Linked DNA regions of Sus scrofa: region 2 is linked to region 1. A link is a contact called in public HiChIP or PLAC-seq data. All regions are on one chromosome and are shown on one strand. Each heading gives the region's core, a stretch centred on a gene start, on an enhancer-like site or on the middle of the called end of the contact. The rest is flanking DNA. Distances are from core to core; before and after follow the strand shown.

Region 1 (5,600 bases), core at 1,418-3,917:
TGTATTATTAACTAGCACTCCTCTACAATCTAATTTCATAAAAATCACATATTAGTCATTTCTGTGCAACAGTATTACCACAAACCTAGTAGTAATACAGACATGTTATTAATCTCTCTGTACTTAGGCATCTGGGGATGGCTTAAGTGGCTCCTCTGAGTAGGGTCCTACAAGCCACAATCAAGATTTGGGCTGAGGAGTTCCTGATATGGCTCAGTGGGTTAAGAATCTGACTAGTATCCATGAGGATGCGAATTCGATCCCTGGCCTCACTCAGTGGGTTAAGGATCCAGCATTGCCTCAAGCTGCAGCATAATTCACAGATGCAGCTCAGATCTAATGTTGCTGTACCTGTGGTGTAGGCCAGCAGCTGCAGCTCTGATCCAACCCCTAGCCTGGGAACGTCCATGTGCTACAGGTGTGGCCCTTAAAAAAAAAAAAAAAAATTGGGGCTGAGACCACAGTCTCACCTGAGGTCCTTCTGGAGAAAACTATGCCTCTAAATTTCATTCAGGTTGTTGGCAGAATTCAGTTTCCTGGAGTTGTGGGACAGAAGGATTTCATTTCTTGCTTGCTGTGTATCAGAGGTCACCCTCATCTCTGAGGTTACCTGTAGTTCTTTACCTTGGGGTTCCCCAACAAGTTCATTTGCTTCCTTAAAGCCAGCAAGGGAAGGAGTGAGCAACTCCAGCAAGATGGCCACTACAGTCTATGTAAAGCAACCATGTGGTCATATGTCTATAATCACCTATAATCATATTTAACATCTTCTATTGGTTAGTGTCTTCCAATGTGTTTATCAAAGGGTTGTTGGCTTTGGCTGTTGGCTGGCTCTTGGCTTCTTTACATAATTTATCCTATAGAGCGAGGAAGTCTTTCTGAGGAAGGAACATCTTAGCTGAAACCTCAAATGAGGAGTGAGTCTGCAGGGATAAGATGAGGGGCAGGGGTGTTCTGGGAAGAAGGAACAGACAGTGGGAAATGTAGTCATACCCTAAGACAGAAAAACATTATCATGTCGTTATAACACGGTATTTTATTTTTTTTCTTTTTATGGCCGCACCTGTGGCATATGGCAGTTCCTGAGCCAGAGATCAAATTGGAGCTGCAGCTGGGGCCAACACCACAGCCAAAGCAATGCCAGATCCGAGCTGCATCTGCAATCTACACTATAGCTTGTGGCAACGCCAGATCCTTAACCCCCTGAGCCACGCCCGGGATTGAACCTATGTCCTCGTGCATACTAGTCAGGTTCTTAACCTGCTGAGCAACAACTGGGAATGCCCAGAAAGTTCTTTTTATAGAAGAATCCCAGGTAAGAAGGAAATTGTTGAAGATATTAGAAATTCACTGTTCTAGATGAAAATCCTGAGATACCAAAATAAAGTGTAAAGAATTTTTTAGATCTTTTGATCAGAAAAAAAAATCTTGGACTCAATCAGGGAAATTTGAATATATACTAAATTTTAAATATAAAGGAATTATTAATTTTGTTAGATTTGATAATGGCAATTATGTTAAAAATCTGTATCAGTTTGAGATGCAGATTAAGGGTAAAATAATGTCTGGGATTTGAAAATGCTCAAGCAAAAGGAGATAGTAGACAGGTGAAACTGGACTGGCAAATTCTTGATAATTATTTACTCCGTGATGATTAGCGCCAGCTCATTACTAAAAGTGGATTCACTCTTGCCTATGTTAAGACATTTCCAGAGTCCTGTTGTGATGCAGCGAATCCGACTAGTAACCATGAGGTTGCTGTTTGATCCCTGGCCTCTCTCAGTGGGTTGAGGATCAGGTGTTGCTGTGAGCTGTGGTGTAGATAGCAGACCCTGCTTGGATCCTGCGTGGCTGTGGCATAGGCATAGGCGTGGCTGTAGCTCGGATTGGACCCCTAGCCTGGGAACCTCCATATGCCGCTGTTGCGGCCCTGAAACAAAAACAAAAACAGACATTTCCATAATAAGTAGTTTTAAAAAGCAAGTCAGTGCGGAATACACCACATCATCTTCGGCTGATTTAATTAGTGCCCAGGGCTCAGAAAGGGGTAGCAGAATGCAGATCAACAGTTACTAACTACCCACCCCACCCCAAATCCTGATTCCCAGGGCAAGGGTTCATAGAGTGTCAAAGTCCAACGTTTAGGAGCTTTCTCAGCTAGCAGAAAAAGCCCCGCGGAAAGGGGATGTCCGAAAGGAAAGCCCCCGACTATTTTTTTCTGAGATTTCCCAGGGATTTCCGAAAGAGGTCGCGGAGTGAAACCGGCAAATCACTGCTGGATTTGAGCAGTAGCCTTTTCCCCAGCCTGCGGGCCCCGCGCATTGATCCTGGATGTACAACTGAAAACTCAAGGCTTGGCCTCTGGAATGAAGCGGGCAGTGTAGCAGATCCTCCCCCGGCCTACTACTTTCCCCTTTTTCCTTCTGAGTGCTGTCCTTTCCTCCCAACCCCTTTCTCCACCCCTCCCGCTCCTTCCCTCTGCACACTTCCTGTCCTCCCGCCCCTGCGCCACGCCCCACGCCTTCCTGCAATCCCCCCGTCTTCCTCCCGGTCGCCAGCCCCGCGCCCCTCCCTTCACTAGCCCCGCCCAGGTTCTTCATCCAGCCCGCCTTTCCTGACCCTCGTCCCGCCCCGTCCTTGTCACTCGGCTCCTCCCCTCTCATGCTAGTTCCGCTCTTCCCTTCTCCGCTTGCGTGCTGTCCTCGCTCCGCCCTTCGTTTCCGCTCTTCCAGGGGGTTACCATAGCTACTGTCCACACAACAGCTAGGTCTCTCAAGTTGGTCCTGGCTGACTGCAGGGCAGAGCCGGCACCATGAGTCATGTTGTGACCATCACCGAGCCCCAGGCCAAACCTCAGATGTCTCAAACCCAGTGCAGAGGGAAGTCGGGGACCTGGGGCAACGTCTCCGCTAGTCGAACGTATGATTTCCTGTATGGTAAGGGCGGCTCCAGATCTCCCTCCTGAGTTGTAGACTCCTGGGACAGATGGGCTTTGAAGATGGTGGGACCTGGCCAGGAGGCTCAGCGGAGGAAAGACTGGCCTCAGGACAGATCCCTTGTCTTGTCTTGGATGGGCAGCTCCAAGCCCTCTGGGTGGTGCACTCTAGGGCATCTCTGAAGACTCAGGTGAGCTGCGTCTTGGAGCAGGGGTAGGGAACACCTGACTCTTCTTCACCCGCTTTTCTTGATAATTTGCACAGCCCAAAGCAATCTTTCTGAAACCCGTTACTGGAGTTTTGGTATCCCATACAGTACCCAATGATTTGCATACTTGGAAATGTTACTGAAGAAAGTTTGGGTGCTCCACTCACAGTGAGGTCAAACAAACCAAAAGAAAAAGGTTTACTGTAGGGCCAAGCAAGAGTGGCTTGGTTCAAACCCCCCCGAAATCCCTGATGGTTTTGGGGAAAAAGTTTTCAATAGCAATATTTAGGGTGAAGGCTGAAGGGTATGTGACTTTTTTTCCTGAGGTCACAGAGGGATGCTTCAGCCATCTTGTGTTGAAATTGCCATCTGGATCACCTGGGTGGGGGCCTTAGTTCTGCAGAAGAGCTCAAAGATAATGTTCTGTATATTTCTTGAGGAGGAACCAGGATCTTGCCCCAAGGCTGCAGTAGTGTTTCTTGACTTCTCCTGACTTGTCTCTGCATCCCCTCCTTTCTCATTATCCACTGTTTGAATCTGCTCTTTGAAACTCAGGTAAGGTCAAGGAGGCTATATGAAGCCTATTTCCTACAAACAAGAAGGAGGGGGGGGTTGGGGGCACACAAAGGATTTGTATCCATCAAGGAGCCCTATAGCATCCTGCTTGGTTTCAGAGACTGACTCAACACTCCCACATTCAAACTGCATAAAATGCCCTTCCAGTTCTCATTCTCTGGCCTCTTCCAAATTTGGCATCTAGGTAAGGAAGGGCCAGTTTATTTCATCTTTGTTTTTAGCTTTCTCTTTTCTTCAAGCTTATTCTTAACCATTAAAGTATTGTTTATAAACTATGTCCACTAGGTCCTTTGGGCCAGTAAAGCCCCAGTTTATTTATCTATTTATTTATTTTTGTCTTCTTGCCATTTCTTGGGCCGCTCCCACGGCATATGGAGGTTCCCAGGCTAGGGGTCTAATCCGAGCTGTAGCCATCAGCCTACGCCAGAGCCACAGCAACGTGGGATCCGAGCCACGTCTGCAACCTACACCACAGCTCACGGCAACGCCGGATCGTCAACCCACTGAGCAAGGGCAGGGATCGAATCCTCAACCTCATGGTTCCTAGTCGGATTTGTTAACCACTGTGCCACGACGGGAACTCCAGCCCCAGTTTATTTTAATGCTCTGATTGTTCATTTAGGTTCTGGATCTTTTACTGGACCATAAGTTCCCTGAGTTCTGAAGCTCTTCTACTATACATTTTTGTAGCTTCTCAGTATCTATTCCAGTTCTGGTACATATGTTAGGTGCTTCATACTTTATTATGAATTATTTATTGAATTATTCAATTTACCACTATAGTAATTATAATCAATAAAGCATGATTTTTCCCAGTTTCGCCCCTCTTGACCTGAACCTTATATTACTTTTTTTTTTTTTTGGTTATGCCAGCGGTATATAGAAGATCCCAGGCCAGGGATTGAACCCTAGTGACAATGGCGAGTCCATAATCTACTGAGCGACCAGGAACTCAGTGAACCTTGTATTACTTTTAACCATGTGGTATCTCTTCTGGGATTCCAAGGGTCTTTTTTGGATAGGAATCTTTAGGGTAGCTCTTTCCTGGCCCTGAGAATACATACTGATCACTTACATTTGTGTACTGCTTAACAGTTAACATCCTTCTTTTATAAATTTTGCCTCATTTATATACAATTTTGCATTTCACTTTATGTAATACTTTGTATTCTCAAGCACCTCCCTTGAAGTGCCCATAATACTTCCCTGAATCTACATTTGTTGATGGATTAGTAGCCATACTACTGCCCTGCTAATTAAAGAGGTTTTTTTGTTTTTTTAGGCCTGCACCTGCCACATATGGAAATTCCCAGGCTAGGGGTCAAATCAGAGCTGTAGCTGCTGGCCTATACCACAGCAATGCAGGATCCGAGCCTTGTCTGCAACCTACACCACAGCCCACAGCAATGCTGGATCCTTAACCCACTGAGTTGGGCTAGGGGTTGAACTGACATCCTCATGGATACCAGTCAGCTTGTTACCTTTGAGCCACAATGGGAACTCCTCTCTTGGGTTTTGAAATACTCCTTCTCTCTCATCATTATTTGGTTGTGTCAACTTCCTGAGCTTATTAAAACTATTTCTACAATATGGGTAAATTAGCTGAGGGGCTCTTTCATGATTTCTATGGGAAAACTCCCCCCCCCCCCGCCCCAAAATTCATGGGCTTTTTTTGCCCTGCCACACCTGAATATGGAAGGTCTTGCCAGGGACTGAATCCAAGCCGCAGCTTTTTTATTTTTTTATTTTTTAGGGCAGCACCCACAGCACATGGAAGTTCCCAGGCTAGGGGTTGAATCAGAGCCATAGCTGCTGGCCTACACCACAGCCACAGCAATGCCAGATCCAAGCCATATCTGCAACCTACACCACAGCTCACA
Region 2 (5,600 bases), core at 806-3,305, 160 kb before region 1:
GTGTGAGAAAGTCAGAGGTGACCCTGACAATCACTTAAAGGAGGACACATACTTGATTTGGAAAAGAACTCATCTGTTACTTGGAAATTATATTTTAACTCCTAGAAAATATACATCTCAGTGTTGTCTTATCTGACTTTTCTGTACTGAGGTTACCAGTGTTATATAACCTTCGTCCCTGTCCTACAAGGTCTGTCAACAGAGTTTAACAGAGTGATGGGGGTTTTACATCCTTCCTGGGTCCAGAGGGCAAGAGGACAGTCTAGTTTCAAAGCTCACATCTTAGCCCAGGGTTTTCAGCAACTGCGTGCCACCCCTGCAAAAATTCTGGCGTATCTTAAGAATCAGAGCTTCTGCTCCAGCAATGTCCGTTTTGGTAATGAGAGAATTCTACTCGGCTTATAAGTGGAACAGGTTAGGAGAGAGAAGAAAGTCATTGTATTTGAAATGCAAGGGTCAGTGTTTGCTCAGGAGTTGTAAGGGAGAGTAAGACACAATACTATCTTTTAAAAAAAGTCTAAGAGGAGTTCCCGTCGTGGCACAGTGGTTAACGAATCTGACTAGGAACCATGAGGTTGCGGGTTCGCTCCCTGCCCTTGCTCAGTGGGTTAACGATCCGGCGTTGCCGTGAGCTGTGGTGTAGGTTGCAGACTCGGCTTGGATACCGCGTTGCTGTGGCTCTGGCTAGGCCAGTGGCTACAGCTTTGATTCGACCCCTAGCCTGGGAACCTCCATATACCGCAGGAGCGGCCCAAAGAAATAGCAAAAAGACCAAAAAAAATAATAATAATAATAAAAAATAAAAAAAGTCTAAGAACCAAAAAAAAGGAACAATATTTGATATATTCTTATTCTTTGATTACAGGAAAGCCAGACTACAATTTACTGAGCTCCTCCCTGAAGAAATTGAAAGCAGTTTACAGAAAAATCAATCCAAGGATGATGCTATGAAAATTGAAACACTGCTGAATCTTCCTAGAAACCCTTCATCAACAAATAAACAAGACTAGGATTGAAAATGCTCTGGACTCACTGGAGAGTTGAAGGGAGCTATGTGTTACCATGTCCATTGAATGGTGGTTGGTTGGGCTGCTGACAAATGTAAGCACTGGCATCTGTAGTGGCAGTGACTTATCTTTTAAAAAAAACAAGCAAGAATTGGGCTATTCTTAGTTTACTCATCCATAAATTTAAACACATACGTGTATCTATATTGATTGATCAATTTAAATTTCTTTTCCCTCAATACTACAACAGTAAATTTAGAATTTCCCTAGAGATTAAAATTGAATTCTACAGATTAAAAATTGACATTTGTAGGTTACTGTAGGGATCACTAGGAAGAGGGGAGAAAAGAACTAGGTAAGGAGTTCCTGTCGTGGCGCAGAGGTTAACGAATCCGACTAGGAACCATGAGGTTGCGGGTTCGGTCCCTGCCCTTGCTCAGTGGGTTAGGGATCCGGCGTTGCCGTGAGCTGTGGTGTAGGTTGCAGACGCGGCTCGGATCCTGCGTTGCTGTGGCTCTGGCGTAGGCTGGCGGCTACAGCTCCGATTCGACCCCTAGCCGGGGAACCTCCATATGCCTCGGGAGCAGCCCAAAGAAATAGCAAAAAGCCAAAAAGCCAAAAAAAAAAAAAAAAAAAGAAAAGAACTAGGTAAGGCAAATGGTCTCTGAAGCCCTGGGTTCCTGGAAACAGTAAGTGCCAGACGTGTAGTAGTGCTTGGTTTTTTTGTTTTGTTTTCTTTTAGGGCCTCACCTGCAGCATATGGAAGTTCCCAGGCTAGGTGTCAAATCGGAACTACAGTTGCTGCCACAGCGTCAGCCACAGCAATGCCAGGTCTGAGCCATATCTTCGACCTACACTGCAGCTTGGGGCCAGGGATTGAACCTGTATCCTCGCTGACGCTATGTTGGGCTCTTAACCTGTTGAGTCACAATGGCAACTCCTGGTTTTGTTTCAGTAAAAATCAAAGATGGTTCCCATGCCATTTGAAATAAAACTTAAAAAAGGAAGTGGCTAGGCCAGACCTTATTTCCTCTCTCAGTATTGCTGACAAAGTATCTCTGCTGTATATGCAAGAGTTACTCAGATTAATAGATACTTAGTCTCTGCACTCCAGGAGCTTGCTGCCTGAGAAGGAAAAGGAAGTTGCCCTGCAGATTGTAACTTTTACTAAATGAGGGGGTGGGGGGGGATGACTGAGTCAAGTGTACTGAGGGGTAAAAACTGCTTGTGCTTTGTTTGGGGGTTAAACTTAGTGAAAATGCTGTTGCCCACATGAGCAGCGTTTGAGGTTCCCATATGGTGCAGCAGGTTTGGGATCCGTTATTGCCGCAGCTATAGTACAGGCCACAACATCCGCACAGGTTTGATCCCTGGCCTGGGAACTTCCACATGTTGAAGGTGCAGCCAAAAGAAAAAAAAGTCTTTCACATGATCAGTATTTGTGAAGCAGCCTAGAGTGTTGGCTAGAACTGGGGGCTCTGGAGGCAGGGCACTGGCTTGCAGTCTTAGCCCTGTGTCTTTGCATCCATGTGACCTACAGCACAGCCATTTTACTTTAAGTCTGGAGTTTTCTGTCAAATGAAACAGTATCTACCCCAGAATGGGTAGTAAATGTGTAGAGCATAACACAATGCTGTGGCACACAGGACATTATCTAATTGCAGATATTAGCAGTTAAAATTGTATGAGAACCTGGAGTTCCCTTTGTGGCTTGGTGGTTACAAATCCAACTAGTATCCATGAGGATGCGGGTTTGATCCCTGGCCTTGCTCAGTGGATTAAGGATCTGCTGTGTAGGTTGCAGATATAGCTCGGATCTGGTGTCGCTGTGGCTGTGGCATAGGCCAGCAGCTGCAGCTCCAGTTCAACACCTAGCCTGGGAACTTGCATATGCTACAGATGCAGTCCTAAAAAGAAAAAAAAGGGGGGAGAGATATGAGAACATCTGCACCAATGTATTTTCACCACGATTTACATATTCTTGCCACACTCCAAAAAGCATGTTTTTCTTAATCATCCCATTCATAAATTGTAACAAATTGGCAGTTAGTCGGTTTATTTTATTCATACCCCCATACAGGTTAAATCTTTAAACTAGAAATTATAAATTATCAGATGGTTGGTTTTAAAATAATTTTATTCATATCACAAAAATATCAAAATAATAGAAGTAAAATAATTTTGAAAGTAGTACTAATACATTTATTAAATGTAATAAGTAATAATTTACTATAATTTATTGTTTAAAGTACAAATAAGCTGTCTCTTGGGTTTGTCTCTTGTTTTGTGGTTAATTACTTCTTAAGGTCTCCTTTTGATCATGTCCGAGGATTATGAATCTTAACTAAAGGCAGCAATTCCTGTTTGTTGTTGTTGTTGTTGTTATGGTTGTTTCCTTACCTTACACTTTTGTCAGTCTACTACCCATATTTTCTTCAGTAACTTTGTTCTGTGAGGAACTATTTAAACATATACCTCTGTTCTTTAGACTATATAGCATAATCTGGTCCCTTTTTAGCTGTCAAAATTAAACATTTTAAATCCAGCCACATTTGAGAAACTTGGTCAACTCTTGCTGTCCAACTCTAGATTTTCAAATGAGAATGTCTAGTTGCCCCAGCTTAAGTAAGATTCACTTAGAGAAAGAGGAGTCATGAGTTAAGTAACATAAGAACAGTAGTTGGCCACTTCTTTCTTTTCAATTCTCTGCTGATGTCAGAATGATCCAAAAATACCAAGGAGGAAAAGCCACTTTAGGGATCTAAAGAAGCCTTGTGGAAGCTCTTTTTCATTACCTTAAGCAGTTTCTTCTAAAGACAGCTTAATCTTTAGTACATACACACAGTAAAACCTATCTCATTTTAACTGAGAACATCCTCATAAATATTTTATAAATGCAATTAAAGTAAAGCTATTTAAGGAAATTATCAGTCCAATGTGAACCAATAGAATGTTAACCCACTGAGCAAGGCCAGGGATTGAACCCTCATCCTTGTGAATACTATTTGGGTTCTTAACCCACTGAGCCACAACAGGAACTCCAGAATGTGCATCTTTAACCCACACTAACCACCCTCTCCAACCCAGCTATTGCTTTGGAGTGTATAAGTCATTGGCATTACATATCAGAGGAAATTAGTTTTGGATAGCTCTACTTCCTCCTGAACCTGGTAGAGAAGATTGATACTGGCTAAACTGTTTCCAGAAGCACTTTAACTCTGTGTGTGTGTGTGTACACATACCAGTTAATAGCACAGAGCTAGATTGATGAAGGAAAAGAGTACCAGAGCCAGGAAAATCTGGGTTCTAGCCTTGGCCTTTACAATTCAGGTCACCTCCCAGAACTTCAGTACCCTGTCATTGGTAAGACTAGTATTCGTGGAGTTCCCATTGTGGCTCAAGGGGTTAAGAACCCCACATAGTGTCAATGAGAAGGCGGATTTGATCCCTGGCCTTGCTCAGTGTGTTAAGGATCCAGTGTTGTTACAAGCTCTGCCGTAGGTTGCAGATACCGGCCCTGATCTAGTGTTGCTTTGGCTGTGGCTGTGGTGGCAACTGCAGCTCCAATTCTACCCCTAGCCTGAGAGCTTACATACACTACAGGTGTGGCCGTAAAAAAGGAAAAAAAAAAGGACTAGTATTCACTAATGTTTCCTCCAGGCCTACAGAATTCTGTGTTTCCATAGTTCCTATTGTGGCTCACTGGGTTAAGGAAAAAAAAAAAAAAAAAAAAAAGCCTGTGTTTACAAATCCTTGGTCAGCATCACTAGAGCTAACTTCTGTCCCCACCATACTCCTCCAGTCACTTTCTGCAAAGCCGCTGGAATGAGAGGCTCCTTGCAAACAGATACATGAAGGGCAAGGTGAGATAACCCTGGCCATCTCAGGAAGCTCCAAGAAGAGGTCAGTCTCAGGCGGGACCTGCAGAAAACATTTAAAAATTTTATATTTTTTTTACTGCGAAGTTATTCCCAGGTTGAGGTAACATTGTAGATGTTAATCTTGATGACTAAACAACATAAAGGCAGGTCTAAATTGTGAGAGAATTTAGGACAAATCTGACAGTTTTTACCACATGAAATAGCAGGTAAATGTTAACTACCAGCTGTCACCAACCAACCAAACATTATCGATCAAGGCACTCATTCATCTATATGTGGGGTAAACAAAGGCTTGTTGAGCTTGCTTGGTCTTCTCAATAAGCCAACGATTTGGTGAAGAACATAAGACATGGCACATGAAAATAAACCCAGGGTGGACAGTGATGTGCTGGAAATAGCACTGTTCCAGCATTCAGAGGCAGAACTGCTTGAATTGGACAAGATGGCCACAGAAGGCTTGTGTAGGAGACTGAGTTCGTGGCTTCATTAGGAAGTATCAGCTAACTAAGCAGAAGTCTTTGAAGATAATCAGGGAAATGCTAGGTAATTGCAGAACTGAGGGGAGCATCCTGGAAAGGGTATTGTAAGAAATAAGCAAGAAGCTGAAATGAAAAGAAAACAGGATAGGAAGCTGAGAGGCTGTTGTGGGGAAGTACATATAAGCTGCTGTGGTATTCTAAAAGGAACCTGAGCTTGATGTCCAGTTTGGGTC

What was found. HiChIP or PLAC-seq counts read pairs in DNA pulled down with a chosen protein or histone mark.
Region 2: a contact with region 1 is called in an H3K27ac HiChIP or PLAC-seq map of alveolar macrophages. The contact joins the enhancer-like site here to the promoter of MAATS1 in region 1. A contact is called at or near these places in 3 of 5 promoter capture datasets (fetal liver, fetal skeletal muscle and liver), 28 of 47 Hi-C or Micro-C datasets (adipocytes, alveolar macrophages, blood and 15 more) and 2 of 2 datasets of contacts at active chromatin or transcription factors (alveolar macrophages and skeletal muscle).

Annotation. Positions count from the first base shown.
Region 1 is chr13:140,564,043-140,569,642 of Sscrofa11.1, reverse strand. MAATS1 (cilia- and flagella-associated protein 91) reads left to right here and starts at 2,667. Exons shown (of 18, transcript XM_003132654.4): 1 at 2,667-2,936. The coding sequence starts at 2,813.
Region 2 is chr13:140,726,511-140,732,110 of Sscrofa11.1, reverse strand. It overlaps TIMMDC1 (complex I assembly factor TIMMDC1, mitochondrial), which reads left to right. Exons shown (of 8, transcript XM_021070323.1): 8 at 866-3,552. The coding sequence ends at 1,010. It also overlaps a transcript of CD80 not described here. Among named protein-coding and RNA genes, the nearest start is that of TIMMDC1, 29 kb to the left of the region's middle. Within about 2 kb of position 2,055, at least 12 of the 83 cell types and tissues checked have an H3K27ac peak or open chromatin away from gene starts, as enhancers often do. A contact at or near this core is called in alveolar macrophages, fetal liver and retroperitoneal adipose tissue, where this site is marked.